3 separate regions of the Pan troglodytes genome follow, and regions 1 and 3 are each linked to region 2. The links are chromatin contacts, called in public HiChIP or PLAC-seq maps. All regions are on one chromosome and are shown on one strand. The core of a region is the stretch at or near the end of the contact, and the rest is flanking DNA. Distances in the headings are between cores, read along the strand shown. Region 1 holds the start of KIAA1549L (KIAA1549 like). Region 2 holds the start of C9H11orf91 (chromosome 9 C11orf91 homolog). Region 3 holds the start of HIPK3 (homeodomain interacting protein kinase 3).

Region 1 (3,903 bases), core at 1,230-3,729, 330 kb after region 2:
CCGCAGCGACTCCTCAGAAAAAGTTCCAAACTAGGTTGTTTGCAGAAAGTCAAAGGCCCCAGAAATTGTCATTCATTCTCCTCCCTCCCTCCTGACACCACTTCTTCCCACAAACCCCTTAGGATGCCCTGCATTAGGCCCAGGACTCACCTACCCCGGGGTGAAACTGCCTCCAGTGGAAATCAGAGAACAAATGAGAGCAGGTAGGAGGTAAGAGTTACACACAGGGAACCCAGTGTTTAACCCTTCCACTGAGTCATGGAATTGAATCAGTGGCAAAACCCACAGAAAACCATGGAGCTCAGAGGTGGACTGTGAATCCACAGGTGGGCTGGACCACGGGAAGCTGGTCATAAAGGGGGACAGCAGAAAGTGCATCCAAAAAGCATAGAGGAAGCAACGAGTCGCTCGGATGAGACGGAGAAAGACGGAGAGGACTCTGGGGAGGAACATCAACTTTTAATGATTTTTACCATCACTGTAATCAAAGCATCTTTCCCAGCCCCGTATCCCCATGACCACCACACTGAAAGGAAAAAGAAAGAGGACACCAGGGCTAAACCCAAACAATGTGGATGAGAAGTCCCCTAAGTCAGGCTCTGGCGGTCTGAAAGAGGAGCCAAGGAAAGTCAGGGAGGTTCAGAAGGCTCAAGGTACAAAGGTCAGAAGGGAAATCAGAAATTCAAAACTGATCCGAGGAAATCACCCAACATCAGGCTGAACAGGAACAACACATGAAAGCCAGTTTCACATATTACAGATGGCTGAACAAATGAACATCATCCCAAAGCAAACATCTCATAAGCAGTTCACAAAAACGACCAAGGACTTGATATCCTTTAATCAAAAACAGGATGTATGTTTCTGAGCCAATGAATACCAAGGTATTTACGTGGGTCTTTCTCAGGCCTTATCTTTTAACAATTATGCCAAATACACATCACTAAAAACTGCTACAGGCATAAAAATCGGGGGCTAAAATTCGTCAGAGGTTTTTCTCAAGTCTGAGGCACACATCCAAAGATTCCTGAACTTTGTAACCACTATAATCGCAATAGAAAATTATCTGACAGTAACTCGCAAGCACAAGCACCACCTGTCCGTGACTCTTTAAGTGAATCGAAGGAAAATGGGCTCTGAATTAAGCTGCTGAAGACGAGAAATATTTTTAACTTAAAACTCTCTTATCTAAAACAATGTCAGCCCCTTTACAATTAGGAATTTTAATCTAATTTGGGGGAGGGGGTACTCTGAGAAAGAAGAAGTCATTAGTCCTTGCTAAAAAATGCAAAACTACAGGAACACATTATCTGAAGTGAGAAATATATTCCTTGATAAGGCAGTGTATCAAGAGCTCAGAATTTCGTCAGAAACACAAAAGCCTGCCCTTTCCAAGTGCAGGCAGTAATCATTATTATTTCCAGGACAACTGCTTACTGCACAGCTTAAGTTTTGAAGCACACTTAGCAGAAAAATCCACCCCCACCTAGAATACTTACAACAGATTTCTCAAAATTGTCCAAGGAATTACAGAAATCTATTTCCTGGGGATTGCTGGAAGTCTACAAGCCAAGCATGACTATTTTTAACTAACCTGCAAACAGTGGATTATATACTTAATGAGCGCCTGCATCCCTTTGCAAGGTGCAAGCAATTATTGGAGAGACCTCCTTCCCAAAAGAAAAGGGTTCCGCTATCAACACAGGAGAAACTGTGTTGATATTTGGGAAGCCGACACGCGGATTGCCTAAAACTCTCTAGCCATTTCATGCAGCTAAGACAAAGTGGACACTCAACAGAGAGCCCAAAATACCAGGGACTTTGCCACCCTGAAACGTGTTCTAATGATACATTTCCCGTTTAAGGTGTCCTAAACACACATCTTTCTCTAAATAAAGCGTGCCTGCGGGACCACTAGGAAGGTTCTACAACTTGTCCAAAAAGAAGAGGCGATTGCACCTTTTTTTTTCTTCCCCGCCCAAAGTGCCTTCCCGAAAGACAGATTTCTGACAGTTCGCCTGCTGTTGCAGCAGTAAAGGGCGGAGAGAATCCCAGAGCCGGTGTTGCCAATACCTCTCCACCGCCACCTGGGCAGGTATGGGTCCCGTCCCGCCGCCCCGCTCCTCCAGAAACCTCCGCGGACGCCCCGCCGCCGAGCGCTTACCCGGGTCGGCCTGGCCGTGCTCCAGGAGGGCCGCCAGCAGCAGGAGTCCCAGCAGCAGCGTCGGTGGCCGCGGGGGCGCATCGTGGGACGCGCCGGCCCCGGGGCCCCTCACGCCCGTGCAGCGCGCGGCTCCCCAGCCAGCCCGACCAAGCCCACGCGCCACGGGCCGGCCCCCGCGCCCCCGCGTCGCGGGCCCAGCTTCCCTTGAGCCCTGAGGCTTGGCCTCCTGCGGAGCCATGGGGACGCTTCACACATCCAGGCCGCTGCCTCGCTCTGCACCGCGCCAGGGAGCCCAGCCCTCGGCGCCCCGGTCCTCACCGGGCATCGCCGGCCACGGCCCGGGCGCCAGAGGGAGGGGGCGCCGAGCGGCGCGACTGGCTCGCTCGTCCTGCCGCGCCCGGGGCGGGCTCCAGGGAGCCGCGGCTTCACCCGCGCAGGGGCCGGGCCCGCATGGAGCCGCGGCGGGCGCGGGCCGGGGTTCCCACGGTGCCTGTCGCCGCGCGCCGGCGCGATTGGGGTGGCGAGGGTGGGACGGGCGCCGCCCGGGGCCCGCTCCCCCGGGCCGGCTCCTGCAGAACTAGGGGGCGAGGCTGCCGGGAACGGGGGTGGCGGCCGCGGGGCGCGCTCGGGTCCCTCCCTCCCGCCGCCGCTGCAGCCTCGGCGCCCCGCTGTCCTGGCTCCTCGCTCCTCGCTGGGCTTCGGGTTCCAGCCCCGGCTCCGGCTCGGGTTCCCGGGCCGCGAGTGCTACCGCAGCTCAGAGCGGCGCCTCATTGACAAAGAAAGCACGTAGCCTCCGGATCGGGCGAGGAGGCGAGGCCGGCGCGCGCGCGCAGCCCCGCGCGGAGCCACCGCGCGCTCCCCGCTCCCGCGCGCCCGGCCGGGCTCGAGACCCAGGAGGGGGACCCCTCCCGGCGGCTCCCGCGCAGCTGAGGTCCTTAAAGGGAGGGCTTCCCTCCCCTCCTGTCCCCCCTCTAGAGAAGGGAAGGTTGGCGGGAGAGAGGTCGTCTGGCCGGGGAGGGGGGTCATGGTCAACGTGCCCAAGCGGCAGGAAAGCTCTTCCGCCTGGATTTTGGGAAAGCTCTTTGTAGAAGGGCGGGCGCGCTTTGTGCTGTTTGTTCACTACTTCTCCGAGGGGCCAACGGACACCTGCATGCCAGTTTACCCCTGAGGAGCTCAAGCGGCTGTGGGCTAGTTGCAATAACACGCTGGATTAAAACACATTATAAATATTTGTTGCAGCCACACTACGTGCAAAGCATTACACTGCGCACTGGGAAGACTGGGGGAAGTTTTTCCAAAAAAGTCTGTTCCCCCAAACAGGAGAGTCAGGCAGCTCCTGCTCAGAGGGACAAAAGGCCCAGGCGTCACCTGAGTTGGTCCCCTGCTCTTCGCCCTTGATAGCCTTGATGGCCTTAGCAAGTGACCTGGCTCATAGGCGCCTCATCCATCCCCAGTCACTGAGTATCTATTACGGGCCCGCTGTTTGCCAGCATCTGTGTTAGGCACTGAGGATACAAGCAGCGGGGAAACACACACGTCCTTGACCCGGTAAAGCTCAGACGCTATTCACTCAACAATCCTTATTGACTGCCTGCGATGTGCCAATGACAACAGCCATAAACAAAATCCCTGCCCTAGTGGGGGTTCACCCGCAATAAACAAATAAGTAATAGAATATTAGACTGGTAAATGCCGTAAAGAAAAATCAGTGTAAAAGAATGAAACGTGGGGAGGGGGTG
Region 2 (3,728 bases), core at 357-2,856:
GGAGTGCAGTGCTATGATTGTGGCTCACCGCAGCCTCAACCTCAGCCTCCTTAGTTCAAGAAATCCTCCCACTTTAGCTCCTGAGTGGCTCCAGGCAAATGCCACCACACCTGGTTAATTTTTAAAATTATTTTGTAGAGACAGAATCTCGCTATGTTGCCCCTGGCTGTTCTGAAACTCTTGGCCTCAAGAGATCCCACCTCAGACTCCCAAAGTGCTGGGATTACAGGCTGGGTGCTGAGCTATCGCACATGGCCTGTATTAGCCATAGACTGAGGGGAAATACATTTTCTTGAGAGCCTCAGCCTAGTGATCACTGGTATGAATAAACAATGATGGGTGGCTGCCAAAGTCAGAGAGCAAATACTGCGTGTGACAACTAAGTGTGGGAAGCTCAGTGTGGGAAGAAAAAGCTTCCCAGTTTCAGACATGCCCCTTAATAGGGACAGCTGCCTCTTGTGTTTGGACAAAGTGTCCAAGTTCAAGTGTTTCACACACACACTGTTCCGTCTTCTGTTTGATCACAACCCTATGAGGCAGCCTGGTTTTCTTATTTCTATTTTATAGAAAACCTACAAAAGTCAAGCAACTTGTCCAAGGCTACCCAGCTTGAATATCTGACTCTCTCCACTTTGCTGCTACACACACACACACACACACACACACACACACACAGTTTGCACTGTGTGTGCAGATATATATGCATATATATATTTAACTTGTGAAGCTGATACTGACTCTTTAACTGCCCTCCACCCATCACTATTCATACCAGTGATCATTAGGCAGAGGCTCTCAAGAAAATGTATTAGTTATTTCCCCTCAGTCTATGGCTAATACAGGTTACTCACATAAATGAGCTGTCATGTCCTTTGGACAAAATGTCCAAATCGCTCATAAGCAATGGGTGAAGTATTTGAGGTAGGGCGGACAGGATTTCCTTTTGGTGGTTAGCTCGTTGCCTGTTAGCTCCTGGTGGTATCTGTGTTTGGAAGAGAACTAAACTGCATTTCACTGAAAACACTCCTTCAGATCTATTACAAACCAGATGAGGATCCCCTTTTCTAGAATCTTCCTCAACACTGCTAACGTTTGGCAGATACATGGGTTGGCTCTAACAGCCATTCCCAATCAATCCTCTTCTCCTTTGTCTGCCTCCCACAGTAGTGGATGAAAAATCAGACACTGATTTTCTCAGACTTCTTTGCTGTGGGCGCGGCCAGTGAGGCAATGAGGTAAGTCTGCTGGTGCAGGGGCCAGGTTTCTAGGAAATACTTTTCTCCCTCATGGGAGAAAGAGAGGAAGCCTGAAGTAAGCCTTCTTCCGCAGCCCTGGCCCGCTGCCTGTTCTGGATGAGGGTATGCTGGGATATGACAACGGAAGCCAGCGGCGTCGCAGAGCAAGAGCGAGGCGGTGGGCGGAGTCGAGGGACGGGAGGCGAGGCGAGGCGAGCCAGGGGGCGTGGCTTTCGAACTGCGGGGCGCGGCCAGCCGCCGGTGGGCGGGGCCACGTTCCGGGACGTGGTCGTCCGGGCTTTGGAACCCCGCCTGTTAGGGGCGGGGCTGAGGCGAAAGGGTGGGGCCGCGCTCCATCGGGGCGGGGCTTGTGGAACCTCGAAACCCCGGCGACTCGGGGCCTGAGCGCGCGTCTCCCGGCGCGGGGTTCCTCCCACGCAGACCCTCATTCAAACGATGCCAAAGGGGCGGCGCGGCAGCCACAGCCCCACCATGAGCCAGCGGTCGGCTCCGCCCCTCTATTTCCCGTCCCTGTACGACCGCGGCATCTCCTCGTCCCCGCTCAGCGACTTCAACATCTGGAAGAAGCTCTTCGTGCCGCTGAAGGCGGGCGGGGCGCCAGTGGGCGGGGCGGCGGGGGCCCGGTCCCTGTCCCAGGCGCTCCCCGCCCCGGCGCCCCCGCCCCCGCCACCACCCGGCCTGGGTCCCTCCGGCGAGCGCCCCTGGCCCTCGCCCTGGCCCTCCGGCCTGGCCTCCATCCCCTATGAGCCTCTGCGCTTCTTCTACTCGCCGCCGCCGGGGCCTGAGGTGGCTGCCTCGCCCCTGGTCCCCTGCCCCTCGACCCCCAGGCTCGCCTCTGCCTCCCACCCGGAGGAGCTCTGCGAGCTGGAGATCCGGATTAAGGAGCTGGAGTTGCTCACCATCACTGGGGACGGCTTCGACTCCCAGAGCTGTGCGTGACCTCGCCAGGGCCACCGAGCCCAGCCTTAGCCTGCCCTAGCTCCCTCCTTGGCTCCGTGCCCCGACCCGAAATGTAGCCTGGTTTGACTCCAGCCCCCAGTAGTCCCAGATCCAAAATCTATCCCCTAGCACCCAGACTCCCTTATCCTGGACTTCAACCGACTCCTCCCCCCACCACAGATCTGAACTTCATGAGCCTCTTAGTCCCAAACTCCATCCTCCCTCCTTCCTAAACCCTTTGGGTCATCTGGACTCTGAGCCTCCACACCTGGAACTCCATCCGCCACCACCCCGTCCTGAACTTGAATCCTCCTGCACAGTCATCCTCCTACCCTGTACTCTGGAGCTCCACCCACCACAGACAGTCCCTAAGCTTTAATGTTCGGTCTTAAACCGGGGCTCTCCATGGGGGAAGGTGAAGTAGGTGACTGTCAGTTGTCTGTAGGGGGAGGTGGGAGTTGTGCAAGAACCACAAGGCCCAAGGCCGTTTCCAGGGCAGCTTTGGGACACTCCACTTCTCAGTGCTGGGGGGCAGCCCCCCTGGGATTCTGTGGCCTTGGCGCCGGTAGTTCTCTCACCAGGATCCTGGGCCGATATCTGGTCTTAGGTCTGAAGTCTTAGGGCTCTGGACCACGTGTGCTGATGCGGGCAGGATCCCTTAGCCTACGAGCTGAATGACTCCTCCCTGTTGGAGGGTAAAGTTGTTAAATGCATTGTACTCCAAGAAGGACCTATTGCAAAGTAGAACTTTCAGTAGCGGTAGGTTGTCCTGCAGACTTTGTCTTTCCCGTCACTTGTTTTGGCTAAGGCTTGTCCTTGACCACTGGAGAAGGGTAGATAGTTCTAAAAAGATCATTCCAACTATTGTATATAACGGCTTAAGTTGGCTTCCCCTGCCACACAGAGAAGGGAAGTATGAAATAACCTAAATGCTTAGGTCCGTGTGGCCATGGAAATGGTCTTCAGTTCAGCACCCTTTCTCATAGCCATGGAAGGAAGACAGTCCCTAGAAAAACTGGGCTTTGCTAAGTCCTGGATTTCTTAACTATGAATACATACATAATACTATGTATTCATAGTTAAGAAATCTTAACCGAATACATAGTTAAGAAATCCAGGGGCCGGGTGTGGTTGCTGGCACCTGTAATCTTAGCACTTTGGCGGGGCCAATGCGGGCGGATCATTTGAGGTCAGGAGCCTGACCAACAAGAGGATCATTGAGGACCAGCCTGAGCAACATGGTAAAACCCTGTCTCTACTAAAATACAAAAATGAGCCGGGCTTGGTGGCACGCATCTGTAATCTCATCTACTCGGGAGGATGAGGCAGGAGAATCGCTTGAACCCAGGAGGCCGAGGTTGCAGTGAGCCAAGATTGTGCCACTGTACTCCAACCTGGGTGAAAGAGTGAGACTCCCTCTCAAAAAAAAAAAAAAAAATTAGAAGAAGAAGAAATCCAGGACTTAGCAACTCTGACTGTAAAAACACATGTAACTGGATGTGTTGCATGTACAGTCAGAACCAGTTACATGTT
Region 3 (4,001 bases), core at 576-3,075, 440 kb after region 2:
ACTTAAAACTAAATAACTGTATCTGGCTGGTAAAATTGCAATTACTGATAAGTGGCACGAAAGCATAAGATAATCAATAAAACTATGAAAACTTTTTTTACAAAAGGTCAGTCATATTTTGTTTACTTAAAATACTAAGTTTAATCATGACCTATCTAAACCTTATCATTGCTCATTGTATAAAATTAGCACTGCACTTGCAAACATAAGCAGAATCTAGACTTATCAAACATATGGTGAGACTTCACCAGCTTCTGAAAAATTAAATAATATAGGATTAAAATGTCTTAGTTGGGTAAGCAGTAACCACCGTTACGGCTCAAGACTTTTCATCAAAAATTTGATCAGAAAGGAAACCTCTTTAAAAATTTTAAAGAGCCCAGCAACTAAGACTTTGAAATTAACTGAGATGGTTTGAATGAATATAAGTACTCCCACTTCAGAAGCTACAGCTAAAAGCAAATACCTAAAATAGCAAAAAGGGAAAAAGTGTCAGCAGATCTCCAAACTACTAGAAAGTACGCAAAAGCACACGCACAGACTGGTTTGCCAGCTAACTTTTCCGGCCCTGTACCAGACAGACATCAAAACAAAGTTTACAATAGAGCCAACCATGCGCTTTCCCTCTAAACTGGACGATAAACTGAAATTTTTTGCTGTTGCTAATAGAAGCCCCTTATTATAATTAGAAGCAGCCAACCGACAGGTGGAAAAACAAATTCCCTAACAGGGCAGTAAGAGGTTGTGAAAACACGGTTCAAGGCCTGAACGTGTTACGACTACTCTGTAACAAGTCCAAGGTAATTTACGCACACACTTCTCAGCGCAATTCCTCAAGCAGAGATGAGACTGGGGAACAACAGGATTCCCCGAGAGCCACATACCATTTTACAACAGCCGTCTCCCTCCCGACAGAGAAACAGACATTTTCATCCAAAGTCTTTCCGCCAGTTCTCCCAGTGCGGCGAAGGGAAGCGGGCGGCAGCCACCGTAACGAGAGAAGCCGGCAACAGCCCCGCCGCGCGGCCGCCACGCCTTCCTCCCGCCGCCGCTGGGGACGCGGAGCCGCGGATCACATTTCTCCTCCCCAACAATCACACACACGCACGCACGTCCCCAGAGTTGACACCCTGCAAACCCGCTGCTCCGCGACGCTGGGGACGGGGCCACAAAGCCCGGGACGCGGCCATCGGCTGGGGTGCTCAAGCTGCGTGCCTGCGCGTTTGTGTTTGTTCCCCTTAATGAAAGGAAAGGGATCTCCGTAGTTACGGCCTAGGACTGCGGAGGGGGAAGAGAGGCTCCCCGTGGGACTAAACAAAACTTCGGTTGCTGGGAAGAGCCGTTGCGCAACCTTGGCAGGGGGAGGGGGGGCCGAGGCCCCCGGGCCCCGGCCAGGCGCGGCTTCCCGGAGGCTACGGCCCCCGCGTCCGGCGGCCCAGGGCCTGGCGTGGCGCCGGCTTCGAGGGAGCGGCTCATACCGGGCCACACTGCAGGGGCTAGGGCGGAAACTGGGAGCACGAGAGCGCTGGGGATGCGGATGGGGCACGGGACGCGCAATGAGTGCGGGCTGCGCCGGAGGTGTCGGGCCAGGCCCGGGTCAGGCTTGGGGTCCGCTGGCCGCGGAGCCCGCAGACGGAGCCGATCCCCCCACCCCGGGGTGGCGGCGCCCCTCGCTCGACTCCCTTACCTTCCTAGAGGCCCGCGCTCTCTCCTCTTCGGGCGGCCGCAGCCCTGAGCATGTCCGGGGTGGGGCGCAGGGCCGTGCCGGGGACCGGGAGCCAGGCGCTTCAGCAGGCGGCACCACCCAGCCCGGGCTCAGCCCCTCTCCGCGGCCGCTGCCATCTTGTCCTGGCGGCTGAGAGGAAACGGCGAAACACCCTCCCCCGACCGCTGCTGCTGCTGCTGCTGCTGCTCTGGCTGCTAAGCGCCGGGCCCGTCTCCCTCATCTTCCTTCCCGGGGATTTGGGGTGGGGACGGCTTGGCTAGGGCGAGGGGTAGTGGGAGGCCGGTCGGCCTCCGGCTACTGGGGCCTACGGGCGACGCAGGGTGCGGGGCCCACGGCGATTGGGGCCCATTCCTGACGCCCCGGCCGGGAGCGGAGAAGGAAGACTGGCGGGAGTGGTGGCGACGGCGGGGCCTGCGGCTTGATCTCCTCAGGTCGCCGCGATGCCGGCAGTCGTCACTGAGGCAGCTGCCACCAGCCGCCCCAGCCTCGGGCCCCTCCTCCGCGCCCGTCGGCCTCGGCCACCGCCTCCGCAGCGCCACCGCCCGCCCGGCAGCGCTGCGCGCCCAGCCCGGGCGGCTCCGCTCCGCTCCGGCCGCGGCGCCTCCGTGAAGCCCCTCCCCGGGGTCCGCCCGCCAGTCCGCAGCCGCGCCCTTGTTGCCCGGAGCCCGCCTGGCAGCCCGTGCGGCCCCGACCCGGAGTCCCGCAAGCCAAGCCTCCCGCGAAAGAAGCATCCGTCAGCCTGGCTCTGCTGTTCTGAACCTCACTCCATGCCCCCTCCGCCAGAAATACACATTTTTAAAAAAGATCCCAATACCCGAAGAAAGGATGAAGATGCGGAAGCAGGATTTTACAGGCCTTTCGAGATCCCGGAACCGTAATTAAGGATCTGTTTCTCGGCATTTGGTCGTTAAAGGTCCCAAAATAAGTAAAGGGGATTCGCTCAAATGAACGACCTCAATCTAAAATAGGTTCTACCCGCTCCCCTATCCCAAAGAGTGAAGAGAATTGTAAAGCCAGGTTCAAGGACGGGGGAAGGGTCCTCTTGGAAATTTTTCAAGAGCGTCTCTACTGTCCAAAACCCCATAATTGTGAAGTTCGCCCACCTCCACATTGGTAATTCTCCGTTAAATTAGTCGGTTTAACTCCCAAAGACTAGTTTTCCTCCTGGAGATTAGGAAATCAACAGAATGGCCTGTTTCAACTTACATAATCGTGGAACCATAGAATTTTAGGAATGAAAGAAGCTTTGCGATCCTTGGTCCCAACTCTTACATCAGGAGTTCCAAGAAGTTTAGGTGACATGACCAAGGTTATACAGTAAAGCCCATGTCTCCCACCCCATCTTTCCTCCTTTTCCCTAGGAAACAAATGGCTTTCTAATACCTCACATTCAGAGTTGATTTTCTTTTATACCCGTTTCCTCAGGTTCCCTTTGTTCTGAATCAATGTCTAACCTTCTGGGAAACATTTCTCTCTGGAATGGAAGTGTCCTTTCTTTGTTTCCTTCATAATCTTCACTAGCAAGATTGAATTTACCAGAGATGTATTTATTCCCAGAAATTTTCTATTGCAGTAACTGGGGCAGGGCAAAGGGAGTGGCAAATTGCTGCATATATAATACACATTTAATCCCTGCTGCTCTTCAAACCGGAAGATGAGTATTTTGGATAATGCCTTTAAGAGACAAAGGAGGCCGGGCGCGGTGGCTCGCACATGTAATCCCAGCACTTTGGGAGGCTGAGGCGGGTGGATCACCTGTGGTCAGGAGTTCAAGACCAGCCTGGCCAACATAGTGAAACCTGGTCTCTACTAAAAATGCAAAAATTAGCTGGGCGTGGTGGCGGGCGCCTGTAATCCCAGCTACTCGAGAGCTGAGGTAAGAGAATCGCTTGAATCGCTTGAGCCACTGCGCTCCAACCTGGGCGACAGGGAGAGACTCTGTCTCAAAAAATAAAATAAAAGAGAAAGGATAGTATGCCCTGAGGCCACTGGAAATAACACTTTCGAATGACAGTTGTTTTCAAGTTAGAGAGGATAACCAGCTGAAAAGGCTTCCAATATAGAAGAACAAAACAATGGCTGCCTTTCAGAGAGATAGCCTATGAACCATTCCTTTTCACTTAGTATTTCGTTACTTTTTATTTTTCTTAAGAACAATAGTCAAAAGAACCAAAGAGGATAAAATCATTTACTCAACGGAGAAAGCTACAATAGTAGAAAAATCTATCAGGAGGAACAGAGAAACTATTCCACTAGAACTTCAAATTTCAGAATT

Evidence for each region. HiChIP or PLAC-seq counts read pairs in DNA pulled down with a chosen protein or histone mark.
Region 1: an H3K4me3 HiChIP or PLAC-seq map of stem cell-derived excitatory neurons shows a contact between it and region 2, with 9 times the contacts expected there. The contact joins the promoter of KIAA1549L here to the promoter of C9H11orf91 in region 2. A contact is called at or near these places in 2 of 7 Hi-C or Micro-C datasets (induced pluripotent stem cells and stem cell-derived neural progenitor cells), 1 of 1 datasets of contacts at active chromatin or transcription factors (stem cell-derived excitatory neurons) and 1 of 1 other capture datasets (stem cell-derived neural stem cells).
Region 3: a contact with region 2 is called in an H3K4me3 HiChIP or PLAC-seq map of stem cell-derived excitatory neurons, with 10 times the contacts expected there. The contact joins the promoter of HIPK3 here to the promoter of C9H11orf91 in region 2. A contact is called at or near these places in 1 of 7 Hi-C or Micro-C datasets (stem cell-derived neural progenitor cells) and 1 of 1 datasets of contacts at active chromatin or transcription factors (stem cell-derived excitatory neurons).

The regions. Positions count from the first base shown.
Region 1 is chr9:37,381,843-37,385,745 of NHGRI_mPanTro3-v2.0_pri, reverse strand. KIAA1549L (KIAA1549 like) reads right to left here and starts at 2,479. Exons shown (of 21, transcript XM_054661274.2): 1 at 2,165-2,479. The coding sequence starts at 2,402.
Region 2 is chr9:37,706,706-37,710,433 of NHGRI_mPanTro3-v2.0_pri, reverse strand. C9H11orf91 (chromosome 9 C11orf91 homolog) reads left to right here and starts at 1,606. Exons shown (of 2, transcript XM_016920652.3): 1 at 1,606-2,187. The coding sequence starts at 1,692.
Region 3 is chr9:37,262,227-37,266,227 of NHGRI_mPanTro3-v2.0_pri, reverse strand. It overlaps HIPK3 (homeodomain interacting protein kinase 3), which reads right to left and starts at 1,825. Exons shown (of 15, transcript XM_063782836.1): 1 at 1,688-1,825.